4 separate regions of the Sus scrofa genome follow, and regions 1, 2 and 3 are each linked to region 4. Evidence: chromatin contacts called from public Hi-C and HiChIP or PLAC-seq data. All regions are on one chromosome and are shown on one strand. Each heading gives the region's core, a stretch centred on a gene start, on an enhancer-like site or on the middle of the called end of the contact. The rest is flanking DNA. Distances are from core to core; before and after follow the strand shown.

Region 1 (4,133 bases), core at 1,396-3,895, 150 kb after region 4:
AGAAAAGAAAAGAAAAAAAAAAAAAAAAAAGAGTTCCCGCCATGACGCAGCGGAAACGAATCCAACTAGGAACCATGAGGTTGCGGGTTCGATCCCCGGCCTTGATCAGTGAGTTAAGGATCTGGCATTGCTGTGAGCTGTGGTGTAGGTCGCAGGTGAGGCTCAGATTCTGCGTTGCTGTGGCTCTGGTGTAGACCGGCAGCTGTAGCTCCAATTAGATCTTCTAGCCTGGGAACCTCCATATGCCCCGGGTGCGGCCCTAAAAAAAAAGATCCCAAAGTTTCTTCTTTGTCAGGAAGAAAAAAGGAGAGGCCCTCTCTGAAGTGCAGAGGAAGGAGGGAGAAGAAGTTAACTCCCCTCTTTTGCCTCCTCCCTCCCGGCCTCCGCCTTCATACCTCACACAGACTGCAAAACAACCCAGCTTCTTGCCAAGAGTTAGGCTGACTGCATTTCAGCTGCCTCTGCTTCCTCCTCCCTCTCACTGGCTGTAAACTCAGGGAGGCAGTCTTGACCCTTGGCCCTCCCCGCATAGGGATAAACACCAGCAAGCAGGACCAGGGGTGGGCAGGGGCATGGCAACAGCAAACAGAGCTGTAGGTACCAACCAGGGCAAGCAAAGGGAGTGTGCCAAGGAGGGTGCCAGGCCGGTGGGGAGCTAGAGGTCATGCCAAGGTCCCTGACTTTGAGTCCAGCCCTGGCAGTCCTGTCCCTGGCCCTGATGGCGCTTCAGGAAGGGCACAGAGAGTGTGCAGGGCTGGATATGGCAGCTCACCTCCCCATCTTTCCCCGCAGAGCCCAGCGGGAGGAGGGAGAGGAAGAGGCCGAGTTGAGAAGCAAGTTTTCCTGAAAAGCCTCTTTCCTGGTTTGTCCTGGCCCCTCCCAGGTCCTCCCATGCTCTGCTTGCTGTAGCTTCCCAGCTCTGGGCCAAGGGGCCGGGACAGGCCAAGGAAGAGCCCACTGCCATCTCTCTCCCCCACTTTCCTTGGGGGCAGGGGAACAAAGGGAAAGCCCAGGCCTTTCCAGGGAGCCCGTCTGTCTTCCCCTGGGAGTCAGAGGGTCAGTGAGTGGTCAGGCCAGCTGCCCAGCCGCCTCCTTTCAGTCCTCTCGGCTTCCTCACCACCCAGCTCACTCCTTCCTTGGTGTTTGCACTCCTCCCTTTTCTCTGCCTCTTTGGTGGCTGTTGCCTTTCCAGGCATCTATCCATGCTGTCGCAGGAGCTCCCTGTGTGCAAGTGGAGAAGGGCTTCCTGTGTGAAAAAGAAAAAAGAAAAAACAAACTCTCCTTAGAAGGCAGTGGGACTGGGAGGGATTAGCAGGAAGCAGCAGGTGGCCCAGGTTCATTCTTCACTCGCCTGCTGCAAGAGGCTCCCAGGAGTTCTTGTGGCTCAGCAGTAATGAACCCGACTAGTGACTGGTATCCATGAGGACTCAGGTTTCATCCCTGAGCCTAAAGGTCGGGCGTTGCCATGAGCTGTGGTGTAGGTCGTGGACATGGCTTGTATCCCATGTTGCTGTGGCTGTGGCTGTGGCTGGCAGCTGCAGCTCCAATTCGACCCCTAGCCCTGGACCTTCCATGTGCCGTGGGTGTGGCCCTAAAAAGCCAAAAAAAAAAAAAAGAGGCTCCCAGCTCTCTACGTAGCCCAAACCTCAAACAGAATAGACCACAGAATAGACCTCTCTCTACTTTACTTGAGACCAGGACAGGTTTGCACCAATGGGGCAGTTGCTCCTCTAAAGAGAGATGCTGGCTGTTTCTAACCCCTGTTCAGTGTTTCACTTTCACAGCCACCCACCTCCCTAACGGTGGGCAAATGAAACTAGCAAGGGATGTCTGACCTTGGGCCAATCGCTCCTTCTAAGCCTCATTCTCCTGTCAGCAAAGGAGGGAGGGTAAGGCGGTCTTTGTGTGCCCTTCTGTGGAATCCACGCTACCCTGAAGCACTGGGGGTGGAGGTGTCACTCTGCTCCCAGGCTCTTGCCTCACCTCTGGCTCCTTTACGTTAGGACGGAAAAGCACTTTCACCACAGTTCCCCTTCCTTGTCTTTTTTATTTCCCAGACAAAAGGAAATGACTCACCCCAAAGTCAACTTGAGTGGGTGGGGTGGTGTCATACAAGCAAACAGGGAGTCCCCAAGGACATCCTCACCCCCATGGCAACTCTTTTCCCTACAAGGAGTCACGTTTCCTTTCCATCTCAGGACTTGGTCCTGAGCAGCAGAAGTTCAGCTTAAGTTCCTGACCCTGGGGGTGTCACCCTCCCCTACTTGTCATCTCTCTCCTGTTAACAGTAACCTCAAAGGCTAGGTCAGTCCTGCAATCACGTGAAGCCCTCACGTTTGCAAGGTCTGCAGAAAGGAGCTGTTAGCTTTGATCTCCCAGGGAGCAGCCAAGCTTGCCAGTCCCTCCTTAGGAATTCACATGCCTCTGCCATACAGGCTTTCCAAACGAGCCACCCTGAGCCTTCAGCGCACCCCACCCCATGCGGCTCTCAGCTCCTCCCCGGTCCCAGCAAGAGCTTTTGCAGGAGGAAGTGGGGAAATAACGCAGCCCGCCCACTTTGCCAGCGGACTACATATCCCGACAGCCTCGGGTTTACGCAGGCGCACGGAGCTCAACGTGCCTGCTGCTGGAAAAGTGTGTCACTGGGGCACGAGGCGCTCCCTGGGATCACATGGTACCTGCTCCAGTGCCGCGTGCGGCCCGGGAACCCTGGGTTGCTGGCGCCTGCGCAGAGCCCTCTGTCCCAGGGAAAAAGGCTGGGGCAAAAGGCGGCTGAGATTGGCAGAGTGAAATATTGCTGCTGAGGGAACGTAGCAGGGCACACGTCTCGCTTCTTCGCGCCTGGGTGCCCCCTTTCTCCCCATCACCTACTTACTTCCTGACTGCAACCTCTCTCCCTCTGGGACTTTTGCACCGGGAGCTCCAGATTCGCTACCCTGCAGCGCTGCGGAGCCGTCAGGCAGTGGCATCCCGTGCACTGCAGAGACCCGACCCTTCTTGCTACCTTCTGGCCAGAACTACCGCAGGCTGATTCCCCCCGCCCCTTCCCCCACACTCTCTCTGCTCTTCCCATGCAAAGCAGATCTCCGTTGCTTCAGCGTCCTACCCTTCTGCAGGACTGCAGTCCGGCCAACCCAAGACCTTGCTGCAGGGTGCCTCAGATCCTGATCGCGAACCGGGTCCACTCTTGGCCCTCAGCCAGTGCCCAGGGGGCGACAGTGACAATTCTAACCTCCAGTTTGTGTCAAGGTCCAGTTTGAATGACCGCTGTCAGCCGGTGAAGACATGACGACCCTGGACTCCAACAACAACACAGGTACTAAGATTTCTTTGCTACCATCATTCTTTCTCTGTTGCTGTCTCCTCTCCTCCATCTACGCCTTACGCCTTAGAACAAGAGGAACTTTGTAAGGGACTGGGGACTCCCTCCGCCTAGGGATTTGCTAGTGTGATGGGGGCCACGCTAGGATTTGCTAGACTGGGATTTCCAGAACAGGTTCTTCGGCCTGGGAATGCCCTCGGAGGCGCCCAACCATCACCCCCTCAGAGTCCCAAAGCTCCCTTTAGCCTGAAGCACTCGTATAGCGAGGAAGGAGGAAATGGAGAGCGGGTACGTGTGCTGAGATGAACAGTTTAAAGGAACTGGGAGCTCTGGAGCAGTGCCCCGAAACGCCCCCGTCTGTCCACCCCCTGCAGTTATGGCATGCCTGGACTTCTCAGGAGGACCCCCCCCCCGCGCGCCCCTCCTCTCTTCCTCTTCCTTAGCTCCTGCAGGCTTGAAAGAACTTAAGGAGCATTGGGGCGATCTGGGTTCCAGGCAGGAGGGGCTGGGGGAATGTGTACGATCTCACTGGGGAATCCTCAGTGACAGTAGGGAGCGGCACTTGAGGAGCCCCAAGAGTGGTGCTCTGCCCCAGGGAGGACACCCAGAGCGCCCAAGCGCCCGGAGCGCTCACATGGCTGCGGAGCCGGGCCCACGTGCTGAGTTTGTTTTCATTCAGCTGAAGCCGTGGCCGCCACCCCATTGGTGGTTGCCTCCCGGCCCCGTTACATAATGAGCTCCGCCTCCCAGGTTGCCCAGGCAACGCGTGTTCTCTTCTCTCCTCCCCTCAGTAATCCCCGCCCAGCTGGCG
Region 2 (4,286 bases), core at 285-2,784, 190 kb after region 4:
CCTGCCTCCTCATGGATACTAGTCAGATTCATTTCCGCTGAGCCACGACAGGAACTTCTCCATTTTCTTTTTTTTTTTAAAGGGCTGAATCTGCAGCATATGGAGATTTCCCAGGCTAGGGGTTGAATCGGAGCTCTAGCCACCGGCCTACACCACAGCCACACAGCAAGGTCAGATCTGAGCCCTGTCTGCGACATACACCACAGCTCACAGCAATGCCGAATCCTTAACCCACTGAGCGAGGCCAGGGATTGAACCTGCAACCTCATTGTTACTAGTCGGAGTCGTTTCCGCTGTGCCACAATGGCACCTCCCTATTGTTTTTAATAATTTTTTAAAATAATTGTTTTAGATTTATAGGGATAAAATGAAAATAGTGGAGAGTCTCTATGTACCCCACACTCAACTCCCCCCCCCTTTTTTAAACATCTTATGTTAGTGTGGTACATTTGTTAACATTATTATACACTATTGATACATTATTGTTAACTAAAGTCCATGTTTTTTTCAGATTGCTTAGTTTTCACCTAATGTTCTTCTGGTTCAGGACTACATCCAGGTTACCAAGTTACATTTAGTCATTATGTCTCCTTGGACTCTTGACTATGAAGGTTTCTCAGACTGTCCTTATTTTTTTTTTTTTTTGTCTTTTTTGTTGTTGTTGTTGTTGCTATTTCTTGGGCCCTCCCGCGGCATATGGAGGTTCCCAGGCTAGGGGTTGAATCAGAGCTGTAGCCACCGGCCTACACCAGAGCCACAGCAATGCAGGATCCGAGCCGCGTCTGCAACCTACACCACAGCTCACGGCAACTCCGGATCGTTAACCCACTGAGCAAGGGCAGGGACCGAACCCGCAGCCTCATGGTTCCTAGTCGGATTCGTTAACCACTGCGCCACGATGGGAACTCCAGACTGTCCTTATTTTTGATAACCTAAACCTCAGTTTCTTCCTTACTTCTGTCTTCAGGCAGTATGCTGGGCCAGGAGATTCTGGAAGGATCGCCAGATTTGGGGGTTGAAGTGGTGGGTGATGTGTGTGCAACTGACAGAACCTCAACGTTGCTTCTGGAATACAGGTATGGAAATGAGAAGAACTCTGGTAGGCACGGCCAAAAAAATAAAAACCAAACCAACCAACCAACCAAACACCCTGGTAGATTCAGGTATTTAGGAGAACAACAACAACAACAAAAAGTCCGGGAGAGAGAAAATCTACTGATGAACGTAAACCATACCCTTGGTGTTGCCTACTAACCAGCAGGTAATGAAAGCCCATCCTAAGGTAACTTAAATGCTCGGTCGACAGTGACGTCACTGGAGGAAGCCTTTGCGAGAGGCCTTTAGAGAGCCTTTCCCAGCATCTCAGTGATGCCCGAGCTCCCACACGTCCTTCCCTGAAGGAGAGAAAATGCAGACTGACTAGCTTCGTTCCTTAGCTTCCTTACCAACGGAGTCCACAGAACTACAATTCCCAGAAGGCATCGTGGAGTAACCAGTCTCTTATCGCATTCTTATTGGTTCATGGTTGTTACTCTCAGCCAATAGAAAATTAGCTCTTTAATAAGTGCCAAAATGGCGCTACGTAGGATCTAGAACTAGGTTGTCCGGTAGGCTTAAATTTGGGGAGGTGATGGATGAAAAGTGAACAGGGAATTAAAGTTTCAGGGTTGGGGAGGGTGGAGGAAATGGGGGGAAAATCTGGATTTGAGATGGTAGCGGCTCAGGGACGCAGCCAGAGCTAAGGGCGTAGTCAGGCACCCGGAACCGGCTTAACCCCTTGCTGCCCGTTCTTTGTATTAAACCCCTTTGACACCCTCTTTTTAGTTAGTGCTCCAGTTTAAAGAAGGACGGTTCAGGAGGAAAGAATCTGACAGGATCCTTACTTTGCCCCTTTCCCCTTTTTCTCATTTCTAGTTCTGCCTTCGTTAAATCTTCCTGTATCTTCTCCATTCCATTTAACTCTGCCCCTCCCCCCCGTTCTTTTCCTCAGAATCTCCTCTCCCCTCCTCTAGCTCGATTTCTCCCCCCTCAAAGCTGACCTCCACCGGCCCCGCCGCCTCAGAGTGAAATCATGAAGGTGGTGAACCTGAAGCAAGCCATTTTGCAAGCTTGGAAGGAGCGATGGAGTGACTACCAGTGGTCAATCAACATGAAGAAATTCTTTCCCAAAGGAGCCACCTGGGACATTCTCAACCTAGCAGGTCTCGTGTGAAGTAGGAAGGAAGGATGGATGGGAGGGCTAACCCCAGAAATGTTGTAACCACTCAGTCTTCCTTTGTTATTGCCCTTGCAGAAGCACTACTGGAGCAGGCCATGATTGGACCGTCCCCCAATCCTCTCATCCTGTCCTACCTGAAGTATGCCATTAGTTCCCAGGTAAATTGTTCCCCTTATTCCAAAAAGTGAGGGTTTGGAGGTGAAAGACTTGGAGTCTGTCAGCTCACACTTTCTGGGTGAATGTGCCTGAACACATCATTTGTCTGAGCCTCAGTTTTCTCTTGAAAATGTCATCTTTCACTTGTTGTGATGAATATTGCATTCACTGTCCTCTGAATAAACATTCACAAATGCTTGTATGTGCCAGGCAATGCTATAGGCACTGGGGATTTACCTGTGAACAGAGCTAATCCCAGCACACAATGAATTTATTAGGTAGTACAAGCATGTAAATAAGCAGCCAATCACAGGATGGGATTATGATTAGGCTAGGGCAGAGTATTGTGGAGTACATGGGAGGGATGCTTAATCCAGTCTGAGTGATTAGGGAGGAAGTGATGTTTAAACCAAATCATGAGTGTTGAGTGGGAGTTAACCAGGCAGATTGATGAGCATGTACACAGCAGAGAGAAAAACATGCAAAGGCTGGGAGACAAACATCACATGATATTTAGGAACTGGAAATAATGTGATATGATAGAGCAGCAGTTTTGGTCTCAGGACGTTTTAATTCTCTTAAAAATTAAGGCTCCTGGAATTCCCATACTGGCTCAGTGGTTAATGAACCTGACTAGCATCCCTGAGGTCGCGGGTTCGATCCCTGGCTTTGCCCAGTGAGTTAAGGATTGCCTTGAGCTGTCATGTAGGTTGCAGACACGGCTCGGGTCTGATATTGTTGTGGCTGTGGCATACTATGCCAGTGGCTACAGCTCCGATTTGACCCCTCGCCTGGGAACTTCCATATGCCATGGGTGCGGCCCTAAAGAGACCAAAAAAAAAAAAAGAAAAAAAAAATTGAGACTCCCATACAGCTTTTGTTTATATGTATCATAGTTATTCATATTTACATTTTAGATATTGAAAGATAAAATTTTAAACTTATTAATGTATTTAAAAGTAACAAAAAATTAAACCCATAATATACTAATATAAATAACATTTTAATGAAAAATAACTATTTTCCAAAACCAAAAAAATTAGTGAGAAAGTTGGCATTGTTTTACATTTTTTGCAAATCTCTTTTAATTCTGGCTTAATATATAGAATACAGCTGAGGCGTTCCCATCACGACTTAGCAGTAACCAACCCGACTTGTATCCATGACGACTCGGGGTTCGATCCCTCATCTCGCTCAGTGGGTTAAGGATCTGGCATTGCTGTGAGCTGTGGTGTAGATCACAGACGTGTCTCAGATCTAGTGGCGTTGCTGTCTGTGGCTGTGGCATAGGCCAGCAGCTGCAGCTCTGATTCAATCCCAAGCATGGGAACTTCCATGTGCCTTGGGTTCAGCCCTAAAAAAAAAAAAAGAATACAGCTGAATTCTCATCTGTGCTTCTTTTTTTTTGGTCTTTTGTCTTCTTAGGGCGGCACCCACAACATATGGAGATTCCCAGGCTAGGGGTTGAATTGGAGCTGTAGCCACCGGCCTACGCCAGAGCCACAGCAACGTGGGATCCGAGCCGCGTCTGCAACCTACACCACAGCTCACGGCAACGCCAGATCCTTAACCCACTGAGCAAGGGCAGGGACCGAACCCGCAACCTCATGGTTCCTAGTCAGATTCGTTAACCACTGTGCCACGACGGGAACTCCTCAATGAACTTCTTGTAGTCTTTTTAAAATCCTTTGGTCTCTCTTGCACTTTTTTTTTTTTTTTTTTGCTTTTTAGGGTTATGGAAGTTCTCAGGCTAGGGGTTGAATCAGAGCTGTAGCTGCAGGTCTGTGCCACAGCTACACCAGTGCCAGATCTGAGCCCAAGTCTGTGGCCTACACCATAGCTCACAGCAACGCTGGATCCTTAACCCACTGAGCAAGACCGGAATTGAACCTATGTCCTCTTGGATGCCAGT
Region 3 (4,357 bases), core at 455-2,954, 220 kb after region 4:
AAATAGAGATAAATACACTGGAAGGGGAGGGCTCTGCTCAGGGCTCGGCGAGGTAGCGCAGGACACGGTACGCCAGCTCCAGGAAGCTCTGCAGCTGGGAGACAACCAGGACCCCTCCTGCCCGGCGCTGGAAGGCCGAGGTGAAGGTCGGCACGGTGCCCTGGGTGGGAAGCGAGGCCGGGGCCATCCTCAGGTCTTCCATCTGTGGGGGAAGATGAGAGCAGCCGTCAGACCCTGCCGAGTGGGCATTACCACTGCGAGAAGGAAGGGCTGGTGGGCCGTGGAAGGTCAGGGTTAGTGGTGAAGCCAGGACCAGAACCCAGGACTGTTTCAAGGTCCTGTGAACTGATTCACACCCCCAACTAGGGGAAATGGGGGAGGGTCCTGGGATGGGCTGGTAGCTCCATACCTCCAACGCCCCCTGCCCCTCCCAGCCCTGCAAGGCTCCTGCCCCAGCCCTAAAGAACCCCGGGATCCCCGGGCTGGCAGCACGGCCTTTGAAGACCATCTGGGTCCAGGCCCCCAATGCTTGCTGCTCCCAGAGAGACTCACCTGCAGCCAGATGTTGGTGGCTAAGTCGGTGACATCCAGCTGCAGTATGTCCAGGGCGGGGGCCAGCTCTGGGGAGATGCCCGCCAGGGCCTGCAGGAGGCCCTGGTAGAGGACGAGGCCGCCATGCAGTTGGTTCAGGCAGCCAGTCTGGGGGGATGGGGAGGAGTCAGGGGGTGTTCCTTCCAGATCACCTTTCCTACCCCCTCACCTCCCTTCTCCCCTCCGGAACTCACCAGCTGCAGGGCCTGGCTGGAGCAGCTGCTCAGGGAAGCCTGGGGGAGGCCCAGAGAGTGCCCGAGCAGCACCAGCTCCTGGGGGTGGCACAGCTTGTGGGTGGCACACTGGGGGCGGGAAGGATGCCGAGTGAGGGGGGCTGACAGGGCTGGGCTGTCCTCCCTTCCGAGCGCCCCCATCTCTCTGAGGTCTTTTCCTCCTTCCACCTCCCACCAGGCTTCTTGCTCCCCTTCCTCCGTCCACTCCGCAGCCAGCCCCTCCCAGCACTGTCCCCAAGAAGTTCTCCCCCGCCCCCAGCTCTGTGCCAGTGCCCAGGGCTCCACCTCTCCTTGCCAGTCCATTACCCCCAGTCTCTCCTCTCCCAATCTGGAGGCATTCTTTCCCAAGGGTCCCTTCGCCTCCTTCTCCCCCAACCTCTCCTCTGTGCCCCCTCCTGCAGCACCTCTGTCCCCTCCCTGACCCTCCGCTGCCGGCCTCCCTCACTCACCAGCCTCTCCTGCAGCTCGGCGCCATCAGCCTGGATTTTCCTCACTTGCTCTAAGCACTTGAGCAGGAAGCTCTGGGGCAGGGAGCTGGCAGGGCTGAGAGGGGCGGCTTCGGGCACCATCCAGAGTGCAATGTGCCAGAGCAGCAGCTGCAGGGCTGGGAGCAGACAGGGGCTCAGGGAACGTGCCGTCCACTCCACCTGAGTCCCTTTCCAGGATCCTAGGGACCCCCAGTCCTCTGCCCCTCTGCCCCTCCCCACGTCCAGGGCCCCGGACACTCACCCATCAGCTTCATGGGGCTCTGGGCAGCAGGCTCAGCCGAGGGTCTGGGTGGGTCTGTAGGTTCTGGGTTCTGTCAGGGACCAGATCTGGGGGCCTTTATACATAAGCCCATGGAGGCCTGGGAGGAAATTACCTGGTGCCGCGACTAAGGCTTAGTAATAACTTCCCAAGACTTATGCAAATTTGTTGTCCAGGACAATGCAGGGCGGTTGGGGCAAAACAAAAAAAAAAAACTGTTTGCGAAAGTTTTGTGAAATTGTGGAATCTCTGATTCTTCTTTGACGTCTGGTCCCCCTCGGACTCCCTTCCTCCCCTAGCCCCACCCAGGCCTGCATTGCCCCAGGGTGTTTGAACCGCTAAACAAAAGCTGAGCCAGTGATAGAGGCCTTGGGGGCTGGAGTAAGGTCAGAACTCAGGGCAGAGGCAGGCCTCCCTCCCTCCCCGGCACATGTCCCCATGAAGCCCCCTTTGCCACTCTCTCTTGGGATTCTCAAGCCACCTGCTCCCTCAGCCCCAGCTCTGAGAAGGAAGAAGCTAGGTGCTCCCGTTTCTATCCCCCAAATTCCCAGGCACCTGCCTCCCTGAGTGCCCTTCGGAGGGGCTGGAGCCTGAGATAAGGACATGGGGGTCTTGCCTCCTGTCCCCAGCCCACACTGTGATAGGCACCATCCCAGGTTCCTGTTCTGAACTGGGTAGCTGGGAACTCCCCAATCCCCCCCATGACTCATTCCTTTAAGCCCCCGGAATCCTGGCAGAGACTGGAGGAAACCGGATGACTGTCCTGATGAAGCAAGACCCTTCGAGCCTCTTAGTTCACCTGACCTTGCCCTTCCTCCTCCTCCCCCCGCACTACCCCTCCCCCGACAATGTCCTAGTGCTTTGGGGCTTGAGGATCTGGGATATGGGGCTTCCCTGGCCAGGTTCACTGCCAGCCAGAGTATGGGTGCTGTCCTGAGCAGAGAAGGGTGAGAAAGAAGAAAGTGCCTGGCTTCAAACTGGAGAACCATGCACTGTGAGCGCTGGAAGGGACTTTGGAGTTCGTTCCAACCCTGTGAACTGGGCCAGTGAGGGCAGAGCCTTGCCCAAGGTCATGGGCAGCAGAGTCAGAGTTATAACCTGGACCTCTGCCTGGCGCCTGAGAGTTTTCCACAGGCCATGGGGCCTACCTGGGGAAGTCTGACCAACTGCACTCAAGGCTGTCACTTTCTGTCCCAATTTACCCTACAAGGTGCCAGAACAGTGAGCCTTTGGATGAGGAGTGGGTGTGTCTGACTGGGCCAGGCCATCTCTGCGGAGACGGGGCCCCCTGGTGGCCACAACGGGAAGGGACGTCACCGGCTAATCCAGTCATTTCTTGCCTCTGGTCCCCTGGCCTGCAGGGTGGCCTTGGCCCCCAACAACACCTTAGGTTAGGCAACTGGCTACCAGGCCCCGACTGAGCCCATCCCTGGGCCCAGCTCCATGGGAATATAGGGGCGGGTTTAACAGAACCGTGAGGGGCCTCCTCTCCCTCCCAAGAACCTCCAGAGGACAACCCTGCTCCAGACATTATATCAGGCACACTCTATACACTGGCAGATGCACTCCTTTCAAAAAACCTATGAGGAGGGTACCAGAGCCATCCCCCTCTTTTTTTGGCCATGTCTGTGCCATGGGGAAGTTCCTGGACCAGGGATCGAACCCACCACTACAGCAGCGATCTGAGCCACAGCAGTGACAACACTGATTTTTTGTTTGTTTGTTTTGGGGGCTGCACCTGAGGCATACGGAAGTTCCAAGGTTAGCGGCTGAATCAGAGCTGTAGCTGCCGGCCTACACCAGTCACAGCAACACTGGATCCCAGCTGTGTCTGCGACCTACACCACAGCTCACAGCAACGCTGGATCCTTAATCCACTGAACAAGGCCAGGGATTGAACCCTCATCCTCATGGATACTAGTTGGATTTGTTTCCACTGAGCTACAGCAGGAACTCCTGACAACGCTGATCTTTAACCCTCTAGGCCATCAGGGAACTCCCCCATTTCTGCTTTTATAGAAGACGAACCTGACCTTGGGGAGGTTAAGCAACTTGCCCAAATAGCAGAGCCACGGTCTGCCTTGTCTTCAACTCTGGGTCAGATCAGAGCTGCAGTTCTCAGCCTACACCACAGCCACGGGAACAGTGGCTCCAAGCCGCATCTGTCAACTACTCTGTAGCTCGCAGCAATGCCAGATCCTTAACCCCTGAGTGAAGCCAGGGATCGAACCCACATCCTCACAAAGACAATGTTGGGTCCTTAACCCACTGACTGAGCCACATCAAGAACACTGAGTCTTAAGCTCTTAACCACTGAATCTAGTAACCCACGACCATGCCAGGTCTACGCTGCAACTTTTTTTTTTTTGTCTTTTCTAGGGCCACACCTGTGCCATATGGAAGTTCCCAGGCTAGGGGTCTAATCGGAGCTGTAGCCGCTAGCCTATGCCAGAGCCACAGCAACACGGGATCCGAGTCACATCTGCAACCCACACCACAGCTCACGGCAACGCCGGATCCTTCACCCACTGAGCAAGGCCAGGGATCGAACCCGCCACCTCATGGTTCCCAGTCAGATTTGTTAACCACTGCACCACAACGGGAACTCCTACACCACAACTTTTAATTTACACCTACAGTTCAAGTGTGTCAGATATTTGGCTTGAAAAAATGCTAATTCTAACAAGGGTGGCCGGCACAGGGAAAGGACTCGAGACCATGATTTGAAGAAAACAGGCTGTTTTGTCTGAGAAACAAGAAGGGGGTTGTTGTGTGGTCTCAAGGAC
Region 4 (4,148 bases), core at 1,280-3,779:
TCTGAGCTATCTTCCTCTCGTTTCACCTCGGGCTGCATCCCCCACCCAACTCCGCCCCCCAGGACCTGGGCCTCCTCTCCTTTCCAACTCTCACGGTTGTGTCACCTCAGAGCCGGCTCTCTCTCACGTCTCCCGCAGACAACTTCCACGGGCAAGTTCCTGAACAAACCCCACACCTGCAGCAGGAGAGCCAAGCTGCGCTCGCGCCAAATCTGCACAGCCCCAGCTTTCCCGCCTCCCGCCAAAGCCGGGTTGCGTTTCTGATTGGGTATCGCCAGAGAGCCGCGCGCCTCGGCCTCTGCCTCCTCCTCCATATCCAATCAAGTCGGAAAGCGCACAACCAATAAGAGCGCCCCAGGTCTCAGCGCCACCGCGAGGCCACGCCCACTGAGCCACGGGGGTGGGGGGGGCGTCTACATCCGGGGCCTCCGCGGAAAGAGGTGCGGTTGCGTCGGGAGGGGACGGAGTTAAGGCGGCCTGCCTCGCTGCAAAGCCCGGCGGGAGGTGTAGTCTTTACAGCTCGCGACTGTATCGCCACGCCCTTATTTTAAGGCCCCTTCTCACTGCTGCACGTACCCGTTTTCATTATCCTAAGGGGCTAGATTTTCAAAGAGCAACTGCATAATACCTACTATTATTTGGGCGACTCTGGGTGCCAGGCAGGTCTAATGTTAGGCGCCTTACTTATCTAACGCTCAACGCTGCAAGGCACACAGCAGATGTGTAGAGGGTTAATTAGAGGTCACAGAATTTTGGTGGCCGCGAAGAGTGTAAGACCCAGATTTCCTGAAACCAAAACCAGTGTTTCTATGTCAAGTTCTATACTTCATCACAGTATCTCCCTGATTTGTGTTTCAAAGATGAGAAATAGCCTTTGCTATTATATTGTTAAAAGACTATGATATTCTGTGCAACTTACTATCACTAATTCCACTAATCCTCATGACATAGGGAGTGAATTATGGCCTCTTAAATTTTTTTTTTTATAGCTAAACACAAGGGTTTCAGGGCAGAGAAGACCTCTATAGAAGAAGTAGCAAGCTGAGCTTTTAATGAAAAATATAAATTAGGGTGGTAATTTACAGGTCAACTTCCAAAGCTAATAACGTAGCTAAGCCTCAGCTTTCATTAAAAGCCAGAACCCAATACTAGAAGATGGTAAGCATTTATCTGTCATCCTTCAGCATCGAATGAAAGACAGCAGTAAAACCAAGAAATAGGAAAAAAACAAAAAAACCCAAAAACACAACCAAGTTAATTGCAGTTAGTTCATATAGGAGAAAAGAGCCAATACTGAGTGCTTCTGTGCATGCCAGGGACTGAGCTCCAGTATTTTACCTATTTCACCTCATTAATTCTCACAGGCACCCCATGAAGTTGGAGTAATTTCCATTTTACAAATGAGGAGACTGAAATAGAGAGGTTGAGTAAACTTGCTGAAGGTCAAACAACTCGTAAGTGGAAGAACTGGAATTCAATCTCAGGAAGCCTGATAGGAGAACAAGCTCCTGAGCATTTAAACATTCAAGGAGGAATAGGCAGATGCAGGTTCTAGAGGAGGGGGAGAGATGACACGGAGCACGTTTGGGGGAGCCTTTCTAGGAGCTGAAAACTCCAAGAGTGAAGACCATAAGCTGCCCTGGAGAAAGTGTTATCACAGAACGGAAGCTCTTCCACCAGATGGTATTTCTGGTCTCTTAATAGGGCAAGAGAACCTAGAAAGCAAATTTCACTGTTCCTATTTATTTTTATAACCTGGCCCCCTAAAACTTGTCCTTCATAACTAGAAATGGTAACAAGTGCCCAGCCAGCTTTTAAGGGATGATAGTGAACAAGCTACCTACCTCAGGTGCAGTGGGACAGAGGGGGCAGGGGAAGCTATGAGTGCTTAACATGCATGTCACAACCTTTGAAAACATTCACCAGGAAATACAGCACTGGTCCAAGACAAGCCTACAAGAGTAAATGACTATTATGGAAGCCGGCAGAGACTCGCAGAAGGTTCAGATCAAAACGTCTCTAAGAGGTCACCTACTGGATGCTTTCTCTTTCCACTACTCCACTAACACGATGAGCATCCCTTCATACTGTTTCTTGATTCTCTGCCTTTGCTGTTTGCTATGCCCAGAATGCCTCTCACCATCCTTCTTCCCTGGCTAATTATCACAAAGCCTTTTAGTGCTCCACAAAGGTTTCTCCTGGTGGCTATCATGAAGTTTCCTGCTAGACTCTGAGCTCCTTGGAGGCAAGGACCACATCGTTTTCATCTTCATATTGTTAGTGCCTTCCACAGAATAAAGTATGCAATAAATGCTTGCTGAAAAAATGGAAATGTTTCTGCCAAGTGGACATCTATCTTTTGCATGAATATTTTTGGCGGTTGGAGAACATACAGTCCTTTAAATCTCACATCCCTAAACCCAGGATTGGAGAGGGAATTTGATTCATGTGTAAAAAATGATCCTTGGGGTTCTCGTCATGGTGCAACAGAAACGAATCTGACTAGCATCCATGAGGACACTGGTTCCATCCCTGGCCTTGCTCGGTGGGTTAAGGATCCAGTGTTGCAGTGACCTATGGTGGTGTAGGTCACAGACGCAGTTCGGTTCCGGCACTGCTGTGGCTATGGTGTAGGCCAGCAGCTGTAGCTCTGATTTGACCCCTAGCCTGGGAACCTCCATATGCCCTAAACAAAAACAAAAACAAAACAAAACAAAAAAAAGACAAAAAAAGATCCAGACTAGGCTCTAACATCAAAAACGAAGCATCTCCCCAGTTATCCTCTGGGGGGGTTAGGATCCTGAGGTTGACATTTTAGTTCTCTTACCCCTGTCTGCAGCGTAATAGGAAGTCAGAGGCAGGCAGCTTCCTTGCAGTAAGTTGTAGTTTGTGGCTGGGTTGGGCCAGGAAATATTTAAGAGGCACATTCACCACCATAAGCGACTTACATCTCAGTAATAACTACAGTGGGCAGACTCATGTCCTTATCACCTGCTAATTTATATACAGTATCGTGGGGGAAGGAATCAAATCACACCGGAAGGACCTGTCCAGCATCTTTTGCATGTCTGTGCGCATGTGCGCTGGCAGGTACGTGCACGCATACACAGACAAGCAATACCATCCCAACAGGACAGAGAATACCCGCAGGGTTAGGAAGTCGAGGGTCATTTAGGCAAGCTCCATTTGAGGGCTGAATATTCAAAGGCACAGGAGGAACAATTAAATCAATAAATATAGTTTATTAATCATATTAATAACAACGCTGGGTCAAATAATCAGGGATTCAGCCAATCTGGCAAGTATGGATGAAAATGAAAGGAGGCCTGTGTCCCCTCCCCTTCCCTCCCCCTCATAGGTTTTTTTTTTTTTTTTAATCTAAATTATGTGAGAGTGACTCATACACACACCCATTATGAATCAGTACAGGAAATGATTCCAAGACCTTTGCTAGTGATGAAAGTGCACGTTAAGCTCATTAAGTCTTAGTGGTGATTCTGTCAGCTGACTACAGTCAGCAGAGACTGTCGGGTTCAATTTTTACACCTAAAGTCAAAGTTCAAGAAAGCCAGCTTAAGATTTCCATTTAAAAAGCAGTGAAGAAAAAAAAAAAAAAAAGGCAACACCCACATAAAAATACACGCCTGCTCTGTATGCTCTGCCTTCACCTTTTCTTCACATCTCAGTGTGAGAATCTACCACGCACACAGGAGGAGAGAACCCTTAGGAAAAGACACGAGGCCAGGGGGTCTCCTGGGTTCCCCGAAATCACGGGCAAAGGGGAGTTGGTGGCAAAGAGAAATCACGACCAGCTCTTTCAGAATTAGCCAGTCCGCATGGCTAACTACAACTGTGATTCTTCAAAGCAGCTGGAGGGGAGGAGAGAAGACGCTCAGGAAGCTGCAGATGCTTCTGCCCAAGTTAGTACATCTACTTTCTCAGGGAACCTGGGGTCAAACCACTACCCTAACCCGAAGCAGCAGATTTTCTCCTCTCTATGCCACCACTTGCAGTGGGAGTCCAGACAAGAGTACACAGTTTTCAGGTTTTTTTGTTTTTGTTTTTAAGCAAGGTTTAATTGAACTGCACGGCATCCAGAAGAAAGACATGTACCAGAGAATCCAACCTGAGACTGGATTATACATTGT

Evidence for each region. Hi-C and Micro-C count contacts between places; a contact is called where the count stands out from the background. HiChIP or PLAC-seq counts read pairs in DNA pulled down with a chosen protein or histone mark.
Region 1: an H3K27ac HiChIP or PLAC-seq map of alveolar macrophages shows a contact between it and region 4. The contact joins the promoter of NR1D1 here to the promoter of CDC6 in region 4. A contact is called at or near these places in 2 of 2 datasets of contacts at active chromatin or transcription factors (alveolar macrophages and skeletal muscle).
Region 2: a Hi-C map of epiblast stem cells shows a contact between it and region 4, with 1.8 times the contacts expected there. The contact joins the promoter of MED24 here to the promoter of CDC6 in region 4. A contact is called at or near these places in 2 of 5 promoter capture datasets (fetal liver and fetal skeletal muscle), 1 of 47 Hi-C or Micro-C datasets (epiblast stem cells) and 2 of 2 datasets of contacts at active chromatin or transcription factors (alveolar macrophages and skeletal muscle).
Region 3: a contact with region 4 is called in a Hi-C map of subcutaneous adipose tissue, with 2.1 times the contacts expected there. The contact joins the promoter of CSF3 here to the promoter of CDC6 in region 4. A contact is called at or near these places in 5 of 47 Hi-C or Micro-C datasets (embryonic fibroblasts, fetal skeletal muscle, retroperitoneal adipose tissue and 2 more) and 1 of 2 datasets of contacts at active chromatin or transcription factors (alveolar macrophages).

The regions. Positions count from the first base shown.
Region 1 is chr12:22,260,904-22,265,036 of Sscrofa11.1, forward strand. NR1D1 (nuclear receptor subfamily 1 group D member 1) reads left to right here and starts at 2,646. Exons shown (of 8, transcript XM_021067027.1): 1 at 2,646-3,316. The coding sequence starts at 3,286.
Region 2 is chr12:22,307,470-22,311,755 of Sscrofa11.1, forward strand. It overlaps MED24 (mediator of RNA polymerase II transcription subunit 24), which reads left to right and starts at 1,535. Exons shown (of 28, transcript XM_021067025.1): 1 at 1,535-1,607; 2 at 1,991-2,201; 3 at 2,294-2,376. The coding sequence starts at 2,072.
Region 3 is chr12:22,334,245-22,338,601 of Sscrofa11.1, forward strand. It overlaps CSF3 (colony stimulating factor 3 (granulocyte)), which reads right to left and starts at 1,705. Exons shown (of 5, transcript NM_213842.1): 1 at 1,554-1,705; 2 at 1,274-1,428; 3 at 786-893; 4 at 553-699; 5 at 1-202. The coding sequence starts at 1,566. The coding sequence ends at 38.
Region 4 is chr12:22,115,912-22,120,059 of Sscrofa11.1, forward strand. It overlaps CDC6 (cell division control protein 6 homolog), which reads right to left and starts at 2,530. Exons shown (of 13, transcript XM_003131471.4): 1 at 106-2,530. It also overlaps a transcript of WIPF2 not described here.